2 separate regions of the Mus musculus genome follow, and region 1 is linked to region 2. Evidence: chromatin contacts called from public promoter capture Hi-C data. All regions are on one chromosome and are shown on one strand. The core of a region is the stretch at or near the end of the contact, and the rest is flanking DNA. Distances in the headings are between cores, read along the strand shown. Region 1 holds the start of Scx (scleraxis). Region 2 holds the start of Mroh1 (maestro heat-like repeat family member 1).

Region 1 (7,614 bases), core at 4,174-6,673, 77 kb after region 2:
CTCAGGCTCAGCATCCCATTATCTCACAGGCCTGCAAGTTTGCCCTGTGCATGTGTGTCCCCCACCTGGAATGTGCGGAGCTGGCGGCTGCCTTCTACAAGTACCTTCAGGAGGGCCGCAGTGTCCACTTTGGGGAGTTCCTCAATTCCACGTGCAAGCACCTGGTGAGCAGCGTGTGTGTGGGAGCCCCTCCCAGGGCTGGGCTGAGGACCCTGACCCTCGTATTCTACAGATGCACCACTTCCCTGACCTGCTGGGCCGCCTAGTGAGCACCAACCTGTTCTACTTCAAAAGCAGCTGGGATGACGTCAGAGCTGCTGCCCCCATGTTCACAGGTAAGCAGGCCCCTTCCTTACCCTAGCACGCCCTGCCGCCCAGTTTATACACCATACAGCTTATCCCACCTGCTTCAGGGTTCCTGGTGTTGCATGCAGAGCCTGAACAAAAGACTCAGGTGGACCTGGAACAGCTCATTGTAGGTGAGTGAGCACACCCCCAAATCCCTACCTGATCCCAACCTTCCCCTCCTGTTGGGGCTCTGCTGACCCTGTAGGCACCCGCAGGGACTAAGTGATTTTCCTGGATTTCAGGATTTTTTTTTTCCCCTGTCACTGGTGACCTCATCGTCTCTAGTAATTCACGGAAACTTCTTAACTGTTCCAAAAGAGCTTAAAAAACACTAAAAAAGGAAAAACTATCTTTCCGTTGGCTCCCGAGCCCTCCCAGCAGAGGCCCGTCTGTTAGAAAGGCAGTGGGCCGCCCCACGCACAGGCCCAGGCATGTGCACAACTGGCCTGTTCTCTGCCCACAGCCCTGCAGCTCCTCCTAAAGGACCCAGTGCCTGGAGTGCGGGAGAAAGCTGCCGAGACACTGGGCCGCCTGGTGAAGTTTGCCTGAGGCTGACTTCACTCCTGCGAGTGACACAAGTGACACACTGCTTGTCCTGCCTAGAGGACTCTGCTGCCAGCCAGGGTCAAGACTGTGGTGCCCCAATTTATTGCCCAATAAAGCCAGTTACACCTCAGTGGGTGACATTGTATCAATACCACCTTCCCTTCTGGCTTAAGCCAGGTTCTGGGTGCTGTGTAAGGTCAAGGCTGGGCAGTTGCTGGAGGCTGAATCAGGAAGACAGGAAGAATGGGATTCTATTGAGGATTCTGTGTGGAGGCACACCCACCCTCTTCCAGGCCACCCAGAGTAGTGTGTTGGCTTAGCTGAAGAGTCGAATGGTGCCATCTGCCCCGGAGGAGAAGACCCACGGCTGTGTGGGGTGGAAGGCCACATCCAGAACACCCAGATCTCGGGTCAGGGTGTGTCCTTTCAGCACCTTGACAGGCACCAGCAATGGGTTCTGCAGCAGGTCACTGTGGAAGAGAGGGACTCAGGACCCAGTGGGACGGTCCCATGGGAAGGGCTGGGGAAGGAAGGAAGGAAGGGCCAGCACTCACTTGTACACCATGCCATGGCACACGATAACACTGCCGTCGTCTGAGCCGGATGCAAAGAGTGGGTATCGGGGGTGGAAGGCCACAGCCCGCAAGGCCTTCTTGTGGTGCCTATGGACAGGGAGTGTGTTCACAGTGGGCTCCAGGTGAAGGGGCCGTCCCACCTACCTCACAACCCACCTACCTCAGCACTTTGTATGGCTTGGTGGAAAGATCCAGGTCAAACCACACCAGTTTGCTGTCATAGCTGCCACAGATGATGTTGTCACCTAGGGCCAGAAGCAGCGCCTGTAATTCTCACGAGATGCACAGGGTTCACTCCCCTACCCTGATGTGGAGCATCCATGCTCCCCTCACCTGCTGGATGTACAGCCATGCTGGACACCCACTTGCAGTTGGGCATCAGCTTCTTGGTTAGCTCCTGGCGCAGCAGGTGGTAAATGCGGATGCTGCGCTGGGAGGCCACGAGCAGGAAGGGCCGGGAGGGATGGAAGGCCACACACTGCACCTGCCCGTGGCTGCGGCGGAACGGGCTCTGGCTGCGCCTCCTGCTCACCTGGTGAAGCAGCACTTGCGTGTGCTCTTGACTAGACAGCACCACCGCCAAATAGTCCCCTCGCCCATGCCAGGTCACCTGTGTCACTGGCTAGAGAAGAGCAGTGCTGGCTGATTGTCTGACCAGGTCTTCGCGCGTCGCCCTCCCCGTCCCATCACATACTTTGCTGTGGCAGATGCGTAGGCGCAGACCCCTCTGGTGCTCTTCCTCCGAGACCTCTAGCCACCGGGCAGGCTGCAGAGCTGGCTCCTCAGGTGGAGTGAAGGCTTCCAGCAGCTGGTCTGTGCTGCCCACCAGCAGCCGGTCCCCCAGGGCTGGGTTCAGCAGCAACACGGCATCATCCCTACCAGCCGGGGCCAGACAGAAGCCCCTCCTCAGCATCAGCCCCACTGGCCTGTGCCCCTCCCAGCCCTGACCCCCAGGGCCCTACACTCACATGGCAGCAGCTACCAGGCATATGGTAGGATTGGGGTTCCAGGCGATGCTCCGCACCACACCTCCAACATGTACAGTCTTCATACAGCGGGCAGTGGCCACCTCCCAGAGCTTCAACGTGCCATCGTCTGAACCTGGGCATAGCAGGGACGCTCTCAGCACCTGAGCTGCTCACCCAGAGTCCCTGTCTCCTAGCTCAGGGCAGCTCCCACCTCAGGCCCACCTGAAGCTAGCCACTGGCCCCCTGGCGAGACACTGAGGCAACGGACAAGGTCGCTGTGGCCCCTGTAGACCTGCAGGAGAAGAAGAGTGAGAAGACAGACACACAGACACCGGAGGGCGTTTGCACCTCTGACTCCACACTTACGAGGGCCTGGCACACAGGGAAAGGCTGAAGGTCTCTTGGCCGAGGGAGTTTGGGGATGAGGTCTTCGGGGTCCACATTCACCTGGGAAAAGAGCACTGAGCATCACCTTCACACTACACTCCCCCAGGACCTGTGCGGGCTGTCTCACGTACCCTCATCTTGCGTTGCCGTGGGCACAGATACAAATCGAGGCAGCGCTCGAAACGCTCCTGGATGAAGCGGCTGTAAGCAGGCACTGTCCTCAAGCTGGGGAATTTCTGTGGCAAGAAGTTAAGCTTCCTCTCCACAGGCTCCTGCTGCATCCACGCCGAGCGCTGGGGAGACAGGAGGCAGGTGAGAAGGGATCGGGAAACATGGCCGGGGCCCACACCCACCTCAGCGCAGGCCCACCTCCTCCTCAGTGGGCAGGTACTCGGGAGGTGGGTTGTAAGACTCGGCATGGCCAGGCAAGGCCAGCTTGGGGGCAGGCACATGCATCTTGTGGCGTCCCAACACAGCATTCGGATCCTCCTGGGCCCACAGGTCATAGAAGCTAGGGGTGGGGTCGTGGGGCCGTCGAGGCTTGATCCACCCCATCTTGATGGCATGTACCATTCGAGACACCTGCACACAAAGGTAAGGTCAGGTGGCAGCGTGGAGACCTTAGAGTGTGCAGGAGGAGGATACCAGGGTTCCCACCTTCTCCTTTTCAACTAGGGATGGGATGAAACTACGCTTGTCAGCTGGGCGGTTGGTCACAGGGTGGATCATGATGTCACCGCTGAAGAAGTCCACAGCTGGCTATGGAGAGAGGCAAAGATGTTAGGTTGGGGGGGGCAGGGCGTTCATGGACTTCAGACTGTAGGGCCAACCGTTGTTGCCTACCTCATAGGGATTGAAGCCTGAATCTCCGAACTGGCCTCTCTGAAGCCGGTGTACCAGGGCAACCTGCTCATCAGTTAGCCGCAGATCACGCCCTGTCATCTTGTCTTGCACAGTGCGCCTGAGGGAAAGCCAGTCAGGGCCATACTCCAGGCTTGAGGGACCACAGGTCCCGACCCAAGGTCCAACTCACCAGAAATCTGGGTCATCCATTTTGTCCAGAAACTGGTCGAGCTCATCTCGTGTCCGCAGGGGCTTGTAGATACGTTTGCCATCCAGGTCATAACCCACATGTGGGAATTCATCGTACCATGCCAGGGGCACATTGCCCACAGTGTTCCGAATGTCCTGTAGCATAGTCACCACGTCAGCACCTGTCCCTGCCATGCTTGATCCTCTTCAAACCACCCAAGGGCAGAAGAGCCACTCAAGATCAGCCTCAAGTGCCCAGAAGCCAAGTGACCCAAAATCCGCCCTAGCCTTGGCCCCGATGTCTGACGTGGCGCGGCAGGGGTGCTATGCCCCTCCCCCAAGCCCTCGGAGGCGCCTGAGCTTTACCTTCACATTTTCCACTGAAGTGATGCCAACCCTAGCCTCCCCCCTCACTGGATTCCTTGGCCAAGGCTCTGGGCAGCCACAGACAGGGATGACCTCATCGCCTATGGGCTCCCTCCCCTGGCAAAAGCCTTAGGTACAAGTGGGTAGTTTACAAGGCAGGAACCATGGGAAGACCCCACCCCAACCTCAGGGAGACAAACCTGTTCTGCTCGGCAGGTGGTCAAGGACCCCCTTCCAGCACCACTGATCCTCCCCCTCCCATTTCAGTGGGCAGAGCAGCCACATTCCTGGACACACATTCCTGGTTTCAGCCCCTGCCAGCCACCACCACCCTCACTCCTCCCAGCCTGGGGACTGCTGCCCAGGCGGCCACTTCCTGCAACAGTAGCCACAGGGAGGAGGGGCCCAGACATAACTAGCACAGATGAGTGCCAGCAGCCCCTCAGCAAGACCCCTTGGGCCTCGTCCCACTGCACCTGTCCACACCAGCCCAGAAATGCCCCATGCTCTTGCTGTACGCTCTCCACCTTGAGGGCCACTTCCGAACTGGAGGGATGGAGAGGTGCCGATCTTAGCTCTTATCCACGTGTGCACTGGCTTTGAGAAGCCCCATGAAGCATACAGCAAGGATGGGGGTGGGGCCCCCAAGCAGGATGGGTCAAAGGGGTAAGATCTGGCACAAGGCACAGGCCATGGAGTCAAGTCATGCCAACCACACACACCCATTTCTAGACTGCTACTGCTGGAGTCACCCCCATGAGTGCACACACACACACACTCTCTCTCTCTCTCTCTCTCTCTCACATACACACACACACACACACACACACACACACACACACACACACACACACGGCCTGGCACAAAAGACCCAAGTGCACATGGAAGGAGAGTCAGACAGGGTGTGGCCAGGCACTCAGGGCCAGGGCAGCTGGGTGAACTTAGGCATGCCAGGAGAGAAAGCCTCTTGATTCTTGATTTATTCTCTTCTGCCCTGTAGAATGGGTGGGATGGGCACCATTGTCTTGGGGCACTAGTAGCACCCCAGAAACGCTCCAACCAGAAAGATGCTCGGGGGCCCTCTAGGCACGGCTATTAAAAGGGAAAAGGTGCACGCACGAGCTCTGAGTAAACTCCTCCAGGCCAGAAAGGGAGGCGGAGGCCAGGCGCGGGGGAGGAGCTGACTGCTATAAAGGCACTGCTCGGCTGGCGGCCCCACTCCAGTCCGAACACATGTGCCCGCCTCACCCGGCAGCCGCCACCGCGGGGCGCAGCGGAGACCCCTGGCCCGGCGGCCTGTGGGGACCTAAAGAGGCGGCATGAGCAGCGCACGGTGGAGCTGACGCCGCGCCCCCTGCCCGGCCCATGTCCTTCGCCATGCTGCGTTCAGCGCCGCCGCCGGGTCGCTACCTGTACCCTGAGGTGAGCCCGCTGTCGGAGGATGAGGACCGCGGAAGCGAGAGCTCGGGCTCCGACGAGAAACCCTGCCGTGTGCATGCTGCGCGCTGTGGCCTCCAGGGCGCCCGGCGGCGGGCAGGAGGACGGAGGGCCGCGGGTAGCGGGCCAGGACCCGGGGGGCGGCCAGGCCGCGAGCCCCGGCAGCGGCACACAGCGAATGCGCGCGAGCGGGACCGCACCAACAGCGTGAACACGGCCTTCACTGCGCTGCGCACACTCATCCCCACCGAGCCAGCGGACCGCAAGCTCTCCAAGATTGAGACGCTGCGCCTGGCCTCCAGCTACATTTCTCACCTGGGCAATGTGCTGCTGGTGGGTGAGGCCTGTGGCGACGGGCAACCATGCCACTCGGGACCCGCTTTCTTCCACAGCGGTCGTGCGGGCAGCCCACTGCCACCGCCGCCGCCGCCACCACCACTGGCCAGAGACGGCGGCGAGAACACCCAGCCCAAACAGATCTGCACCTTCTGCCTCAGCAACCAGAGAAAGTTGGTGAGCAGGGCTGGGAGCACCGAGGGGCCCCGATGTACTCACCAGCCCACACCTGCCAGGCAGAGAGGTGCAGGGCAGGGGCAGCATTCCCTAGCATCTACACCTGCCAACAAAGCTGTGCCCAAAGGAGGGAAGGGCACAGAGGAGCCATACCTTGGGACACAGACTCCCATTGGTAGTGGTCATAGGGACCTGCAAATACAGGATCAAGAAGTAATGCTGAGATGGGCCACCCAGAAGTTCCGGGAGGGAGGGCAGGCAGCAGGAACCTGGCAGGGCAGAGGGGCCTTACTTTCAGGCTCGTTTCCCATCAAGTTGAGAAGTGAAAGGAGGTGAATTCAAGAAGTAAGAAGTATATCTATACGCTTCCATCCAGAGGGGAACAATGTGAAACAGTGAGGCAGTCAAAGGGATGCCCCCACTAGGCTGATGTGCCACTACCCCTCCGCCCCCGCAGCCCACCTCCACCCCAAGGCTTATGGGCACCTGCTGCCTCTCCCCTGGTCTACTGAGACCTGCAGTAGAGGGGCTAGGGGAGAAGGCTGAACTGAGAGATGCTGGCCAGCCATGATTTACTGCTCTGGCCGCACTTGGTGGCACCGGAAAAGCAGGGTGAGCAGGGAAAAAATACAACGGCTTTCCCCAATCCCCATTTCCTCTCCAGACAGCACGCGCAAGCTCCTGGGGCCTGAACATCTGGGAAATTTAATTTTACAGTTTCGGCTCTGCAGCAGTATACTCCCCTCCCCAAAATGCACTGTGGGGGTGGCAGGAGCCCGGGATGGGGTGCCCTAGCACAGGCAGTGCCCCCAACAGGAAGCCAGGAAGGTTCGGGCAGTGCTGGGTGACACTAAGTCTCCACTCAGACCCTGACACACCCCCATCCCCTCTGCAGAGCAAAGACCGTGACAGAAAGACGGCGATTCGAAGTTAGAAGGAGGAGGGTCCACAGCAGCCAAGAGGTGATGCCACTAGTGAAGGTGGATGCCACTGAAGAGTCACGGAGAGCCCCACTTTGGACCTGATCTGAGCGCAGGTCCCCAAGAGCACGCTCACCAGGCCAGACCTGCCCCAGCTATGAGCAGGGCCTATGAACAGAGAGATGGACAGGCGGGTGATGGCTTGACTCTAAGCAGCCGAACACTGACCCAGGCCCACTGGGACTTTCCATGCTGGCTCTCTACCTGGGCCAAGTGTTGGCATCTTGTGTCTTTAATATGATAATATAAAGTCTGGAAATTTTGTATAATTAAAAATGAAACAGTATCTTCCAAATTGAGGCAGACTACCCTCTTGAAAGGATGTGAACTCACTATGACCCTAGCTCTCTCACCCCATCTTCCCAGAGTGAGGACAGGGTTAGATCACCTATCAGGAGTTTGTACCAGGGGTATATGTGTGTGTGTGTGTGTGTGTAGGGAGCAGGGAAGGGGGAGAGGCGC
Region 2 (6,612 bases), core at 683-3,182:
AAACTAGAATAAACATTGTGTGTGTGTGTTGGAGGAGAGTGTGCACTTCAGTGTAGATGCCTGTGGAGCTTAGAAGCTTTTGTTCCACCTGGAGCTGGAAGTTAGAGCTGGCTGTGAGCTGCCCACATGGGAGACGGCAGAATGTGTTCCTAACTGCGGAGCCATCTCTCCAGTCCCTTTGCCTTGTCTTGTCCTTCTTTCTGTCTGCACCCTTACTAGTCCATCAGCTCTACTGCATTTTACCCAGTACCTCATGTGCTGGGCCTTATGCTGAATAATAAAAGTAAAAGTTACGTTGTGATACATACAGGGCAGCTTGTATGTTTGGCGTGGGGGGGGGGGCTGTGGGCTGTGTGCTGTGGAGCACAGGATCAGCAGGGCTTGTTGGAATGTGGCCAACCAGAGCACTGCCACTGTCCACTGCAAGGTTTTTCAGGCTGGGGGCGGGGGAGAGCAACGGGGGGGGGGCTCCTGTGTGTTAGCATGGAAAAGACCTCCTTCCCTGGCAGCTACCCAAGTTAGTCCCCTCTCTCTGTTTTCTAGCATTTTCCTAGGCCATGACCCCATCCACAAAGTGCTTCACTCTCTTTTTTTTTTTCTTTTAGATTTATCTATTTATTATATGTAAGTACACTGTAGCTGTCTTCAGACACTCTAGAAGAGGGCATCAGATTTCGTTATGGATGGTTGTGAGCCACCGTGTGGTTGCTGGGATCTGAACTCTGGACCTTCGAAAGAGCAGTTGGCGCTCTTAACCACTGAGCCATTTTGCCAGCCCCAAATGCTTCACTCTCTTACTCAGAGAGTCCTGTCCTGTCTTTTTCTCTCTTGGGCTCTATCCTCTCAGTAGAACTCATCCAAGTCCTTCTCATCGTGGAAAAAGAATATTGGCTGTGTGTTTGCCTCTGACCTGGTTCAACCGCAGCAGCTTAATTTCCACATCCAACGATGCTGTCAGCCTAGATACATGGTAGCTGCTTCCCCTTTGACAGGTTCTTGGTTCTTTTGCTTTCAGAACTCTACCCACAACTTTCTCTTGTTTACACACATCTGGGTGATTGCAACCTCTGGTTCTTTGCAGGTGCCAAGTCTTCCTGGCATGATCGTCCCCAACTCTCTTATCTAACCTTGCTTTCTTGGCACCAAACCCAAAGTTTATCCTGTAGTATGGCTTACTTTTACTTTTTTAGTCACCTCTTTCCAGCCTTAGAGGCTTTAGCTGCTCCTGGAGCTGGAATAACAGTGGTAGGTAGCAAGCAGCCCAGGTAGCTAGGACATGATCATCTTGATTCCCAATGTCTTGTTGATAGGTTGGACATGTACCTCTGTTGGGCATGGCCATGTGTACATTTAGGGGTTTGGGGTAGTTTTAGGCGTTTAGTGTGTGACCAATGTACAACAATGACAATACCTTGTGTGTGTCCGTGACAGCTGGGTTGTTGTTTTGTTTTGTTTTTTTTATTTTTGTTTTCTTCCCGAGATAGGGTCTCACTTTTTATCCCAGACTGTCCTAGAACTCACTATGTAGACCAGGATGGCCTCGAATTCATAAGGATCCACCTGCCTCTGCCTCTCCAGTGCTGGGATTAAAGGAGTGCGCCACCGGTCCCGCCTGGTGGAGTTTTCTGCAGTTGGAGGCCGAGTCCGAATACTCTCGAGAACAGCGCTTGCGCAGACGGCGTCTGGCGCAGCAGCAGTACTCACACTTGTCTTGTGAAATGGTCACCGGACCGCTGGGGTACCCAGCAGAGAACAGGAAGAAGTAGGTGTACCTAGGCGCTCCATGGAGCGGAGAGTGGGCGGAGTTAACGTGAGGGACAGAACTCTGACCAATGAGTGTGGAGATCGCACGGAGGCGGGGCCAAATTGCCGCGCGCCAGGCCGCAGTTGGCCAGAGGGCTGCGGGGATGGGCTTGGGGCGCTGCTCCGCCTACTCTGAGACGCTTGGGGCATAGAGGGCGGCGCCCGGGCCGTGGCGGCGGCGGCGGCTCCTCAGGTAAACGGCTTGTTAAGGCTCATCTTTGGTGGTGGGGGCCAGGCACCCTTTGAGGAACTTGGACCAGAGAGCCTAGGGGCCTCCCCATCTGCCAGCAGCAAGAGAAGCTGTGTCAAGGGGCGCCTCCCCAAGGTCAGCGGGCCGGTGCCAGGAGGTGCTGGGAGATCTCAGGTGTGCCCAGCGGGCCCGGCTTCGCATCTTACACCTGGAAGGGATCTCGGAGCTTGCGATTCAATTCTGACTTGTCAGACATCGGCGCGTGGTCCCTGGTCCCTGTCCCTGCTGTCTCGTGGGTCGCGTGATCCATGTCCTAGTCCCTTCCGGGAACTCGGTGACTCAAGACCCTGGTCCTTTGCGGGGTAGGGGCTACGTGTTCAGGTCTTTGACCTCCGCAACTGGGCTACCGGCATTTCTGTCTCTTTCATAAAACTGAGCCTTAATTCAGGGACTTGCAAAGCGAGTGCTCACCGCACCGCAGCCACTCGTCTTTCTGTATTCTCGTTGCGGATTAAAGGAGGCGGTGTAGAGCAGGAAAGTGATTTGTCCAGAGTCACGAGGATTGCTGGCCCCAGGGAGAAGGCCACAAAACTCTCAGAGTATAGAATTCAGGCAAGGTGAGAGCTAGGTGAGGTGGAGCCAGGGCTGACACTCCAGGTTTGGGATTCCAATTTTCCAACCAAGTCAGTGCAGTTATGCAGCAAGACTCTGCTCTACCCTGTACAGAGCTCAAGGTAATGGATGGAACCGTAAACTCAAGTGCAGTGAGTAAGCATAAGGACCTGCGGGAGAGGGATAGAGGGCGGCATCTGGAGACCTGGGGCTGTGAGCTGGAGTTACTGTTAAGGCAGAGGCTAACTTTGAGGGGCTAGTCTTGGTTGGAGGCAGGAAACTCTTTGGAAGGAAGGGGATGGTAGTAGAAATGGAGGAACAGCCTGCGACCTAGTTAATTAAATGGTAAAATTAAAAAAATTCAGGAAGTAGGTAGGTGGAGCAGGGCAGGGGTGAAGGTGAAGGGTTAAGTCTTAGCTGCTCTGTTAGACTTGGTTGGCCATGGTCATCTAGATGGAGACCCCCAGCAGACACAGGGTTGATGGGGCACCAGAGCAGAGATCCTATGCAAACCACTGGTTGTGGGATATTCCTGTGGAGCCTGTGTTTATGACTTGGCTGGCTGTGCAGTCTCTGCACCTGCAGGCCGGGGAGATGCTTCTGCCAGCAGGCTCTACTCTTAGGCCTTAGGCTGAGATGTGTGGCTCGAATGAGGAATGTCTTTCTGGGCTCTACTGTCAAAGTCGATGGCTGAGGCCTGGCCGCCTTCATTAACTTGAAACGGATGTCCAGGCAGGCAGCCTTACTCAAACCTGCATCTTGTCATATCTCCCTCCCTCAGAGGTGACTGTCAAGGGACTCCAGAGGCCAGAGGTGGGACCTGTTGACCTGTGCTTGTCTCAGTTCCCGGTCACCTGTGTGTGGGGTTGGAGATGTTTGTGTTTAGTTTTCTTTCCTACGGTTCTCAGAGGCCCAGGTGAGAAGCAGGATTGCTGTTGTCTGACGAGCAACTCCAGGCCTCCCAATGGCTTTTTGTTGAGCTAAGTTGTTTTGAAGTCAGAAGACATCCTTGCTGGCGTCAGGGTACACAGCTCGATCCACTTTGGGACATAACACTGGAAGGGTTTCTGCGGCTCTTGTGATCACTTGGCTGCTGAATGTCATAGGGATGGTGCTTTCTTTTTGGGGGGGGGGGTGTTTCGAGACAGGGTTTCTCTGTATAGCCCTGGCTGTCCTGGAACTCACTTTGTAGACCAGGCTGGCCTCGAACTCAGAAATCTGCCTGCCTCTGCCTTCCGAGCGCCTGGCTGGATGGTGCTTTCTTCCCGGGCCTGCAGGGTCCCCCTTGCTTCAGGGGTTTGCATGGAAGCCCAGTTCCACGTGGCTTATTTGAGAAATCATATTCTTGGTGGATGGTGAGCAGTGAGCTCCTGACTGTATTACCTTGGGACACCATCTCAGATTCTTGCTGGTTCCTCTAGAAGTTGACCCCTCTCTGGCCCAATTCCTCCCAAATAAGGCATTCTGTGACTGCGTGTGCCTGGACACCACCCATCCCCCCACCGGCTGCTTATCTTTGCCTTGGGGCTATATTTTATCTGAGACTGAGCCCAGCAGGAATTTGCAAAATGCTTCATGTGCATACTGGTTCTCGGTTCATATAAATGTAGGTGCTGTGAACTGGCTGTAATGGTGTACACCTGTAAAAAAATGAAAAGCAAGAAAGAAAAAAGAAAAAAACCCTACTATACGGGAAGGAAAGGCCCCACCAACCCTGTCTGTCATCATCTCTCATTTGCTTTGCTTTTTTGTTTTTCAGTTTTGTCCCAGCCTAACTAATACTCACATACAGAAACGTCTGTGTCCTAGAGCAGAACATCTCTAAATGATGGGGAAGGGGATTGACAGTGTAGACCAGTAGCAGCCGCTCCTCAGGCTCTGTCACCCGTGCCATGCATCCAGCAGCAAAGGTGGTCCTTGTCTTTATCGTGTCAGATGTTACTGGACACAGACCTTGCTGCTGCCTGGCTTCCCGCCCAGTCAGAGTCTGAATATGTGAACACAGGTGCAGGACATCAGTCCCTGGTGGCTGTGGCAGCGCAGTAAGTGCAGGACATCAGTCCCTGGTGGCTGTGGCAGTGCAGTAAGCACATGGAAAGCTGTCTGGCTCTAGAGCCATGGCCTGAACTGTCCACTTTGCCACACTCTTATCAACTTTGGAAAGACAGCAGGCATTGCACTTTGTCCTAAGGGATAGTCAGCAGAGACTCTTGTGTATCTACTCTGAGAATTCCTGTGTGTCCTTTTGCTTGTTTGTTTTAGTAATGTACAAGCTATATTTGCACACTAATTTTTAAGTAGACCAGTCTCCTATTACACATGTGTTCAATTTGTTCTTTATTAAGACAGGATCTCTCTATTATGTAGCCCTGGTTGTCCTGAAACTCTATGTAGACGAGGCTGGTCTTGAACTCACTAAGATCCACCTGCCAACCGCCTCCTGAGTGATGGGATTAAAGACATCCGTCACCACTTTATATTATTTTTAAATATTAATATTTATTATTTACTAATATGTGTGTGCGTATACCTGAGTATATGTCTGTATGCCATACATGTGCAGGATCTGTGGGAAGTAAGAAGAGGCTGCGGGGTTCTCTGGAATTGGAGTTACAAGTGGTTGTGAACTGCCTTCTGGGTTCTGGGACCTGGACTTGGGTCTTCTCCAAGATCAGCAAGAGCTTTTGACAGCTGAGCCATCTTTCCAGCCTCAGTTACTATCTTCTAAATGGCTATTCTAGTTTTGTTCTTCTTGTTGTTGTTGATTCGTTTGTTTCTGTTCCGTGCTGGAGACTAAACCCAGGGCCCTGTGCATACTAGGCAAGCATTCTGTTATTGATCTCCCCTCTCACCCTGATTATAGCCGTTCTAAAAGGTTGGAGGGGTAGCTTTGTTGTACTTCCACCCTGCCCCAAACTAGAGGGACATTAACTAATTAATTTGATTCTTTAAGACAGGGTTTCTCTGTGTTTCTCTGTGATGTCCCCAGACTTGCTCTATAGACCAGGGTGGTCCTCTTTTTTATTATTATTTTTGTGTATATTTGTACATGTCTGCTTGTGTGTATGTACACATTTCAGGTGTTCCTGTGCAAGGCTCTGGATCCTCTAGAGCTGGAGTTCCCTATGGATGGGGCTCTGGGAACTGAACTTGGGCCTTCAGGAAGAGCAGCAAGTGCTCTCGACCACTGAGTGCTTCCTGCCTTCCCTTCCTACCTTTTGTTCTTTTGTTCTTTTTTTTTTTTTTTTTTTTTTTGGTTTTTCAAGACAGGGTTTCTCTGTATAGCCCTGGCTGTCCTGGAACTCACTCTGTAGACCAGGTTGGCCTAGAACTCAGAAATCTGCCTGCCTCTGCTTCCCAAAAGGCGTGCGCCGGCAGTTGTCAGTGTTCTTTTTTTTTTTTTTTTTTTCATTTATTATATGTAAGTACACTCACTGTAGCTGTCTTCAGACACTCCAGAAGAGGGCATCAGATTTTGTTACGGATGGTTGTGAGCCACCATGTGGTTGCTGGGATTTGAACTCGGGACCTTTGGAAGAGCAGTCGGCGCTCTTAACCACTGAGCCATCTCACCAGCCCCCTTGTCAGTGTTCTTAACCACTGAGCCATCTCTCCAGCCCTGTTTTATTTTCCTTTATTTTCTGTTATTATTGGATTCTTTTTCCAGTGCTGAGACTCAAACCCAGGGACTTGCGCATACCAGACAGCTGTATCATTTACCATTCACTTTCCCACATAGCTGTCTCCTTAGGCCCGTGGCTTTGTGCCTGTGTTGTTACCGAGACCATCTCATAGTACAAATTGCCCTCAAGCTTGCTGTGCACCTGAAAGCAATCTTGAACTCTTGAACCCCACTTCCACCTCTCAAGAGCTGAGATTACAGTCCTCTGTTACCAGGCTTGGCCTATTATACACTGTATAGACTTTTATATAGTTAATATAAATTCTCCTTTTGGTATAGTTTTCAAATTGTAATTGGCTGCTTTTGGATGGTGATCTTTCTGTGA

The links. Capture Hi-C pulls out chosen DNA fragments and counts their contacts.
Region 1: a promoter capture Hi-C map of adipose tissue shows a contact between it and region 2. The contact joins the promoter of Scx here to the promoter of Mroh1 in region 2. A contact is called at or near these places in 11 of 39 promoter capture datasets (the 3T3-L1 cell line, cranial neural crest, embryonic stem cells and 6 more), 10 of 484 Hi-C or Micro-C datasets (the G1E-ER4 cell line, the N1E-115 cell line, bone marrow-derived macrophages and 6 more), 7 of 115 datasets of contacts at active chromatin or transcription factors (the 230-238 cell line, the SCID.adh cell line, bone marrow-derived macrophages and 2 more) and 4 of 9 other capture datasets (adipose tissue, liver, macrophages and 1 more).

What each region holds. Positions count from the first base shown.
Region 1 is chr15:76,452,015-76,459,628 of GRCm38.p6, forward strand. It overlaps Scx (scleraxis), which reads left to right and starts at 5,424. Exons shown (of 2, transcript NM_198885.3): 1 at 5,424-6,172; 2 at 7,068-7,454. The coding sequence starts at 5,588. The coding sequence ends at 7,106. It overlaps Bop1 (block of proliferation 1), which reads right to left. Exons shown (of 16, transcript NM_013481.2): 4 at 3,858-4,012; 5 at 3,668-3,785; 6 at 3,482-3,583; 7 at 3,194-3,406; 8 at 2,956-3,117; 9 at 2,804-2,884; 10 at 2,660-2,729; 11 at 2,438-2,570; 12 at 2,164-2,344; 13 at 1,803-2,091; 14 at 1,630-1,714; 15 at 1,449-1,556; 16 at 974-1,364. The coding sequence ends at 1,211. It overlaps Mroh1 (maestro heat-like repeat family member 1), which reads left to right. Exons shown (of 44, transcript NM_175457.4): 41 at 30-164; 42 at 233-335; 43 at 414-479; 44 at 812-1,025. The coding sequence ends at 897.
Region 2 is chr15:76,378,581-76,385,192 of GRCm38.p6, forward strand. Mroh1 (maestro heat-like repeat family member 1) reads left to right here and starts at 1,933. Exons shown (of 44, transcript NM_175457.4): 1 at 1,933-1,996.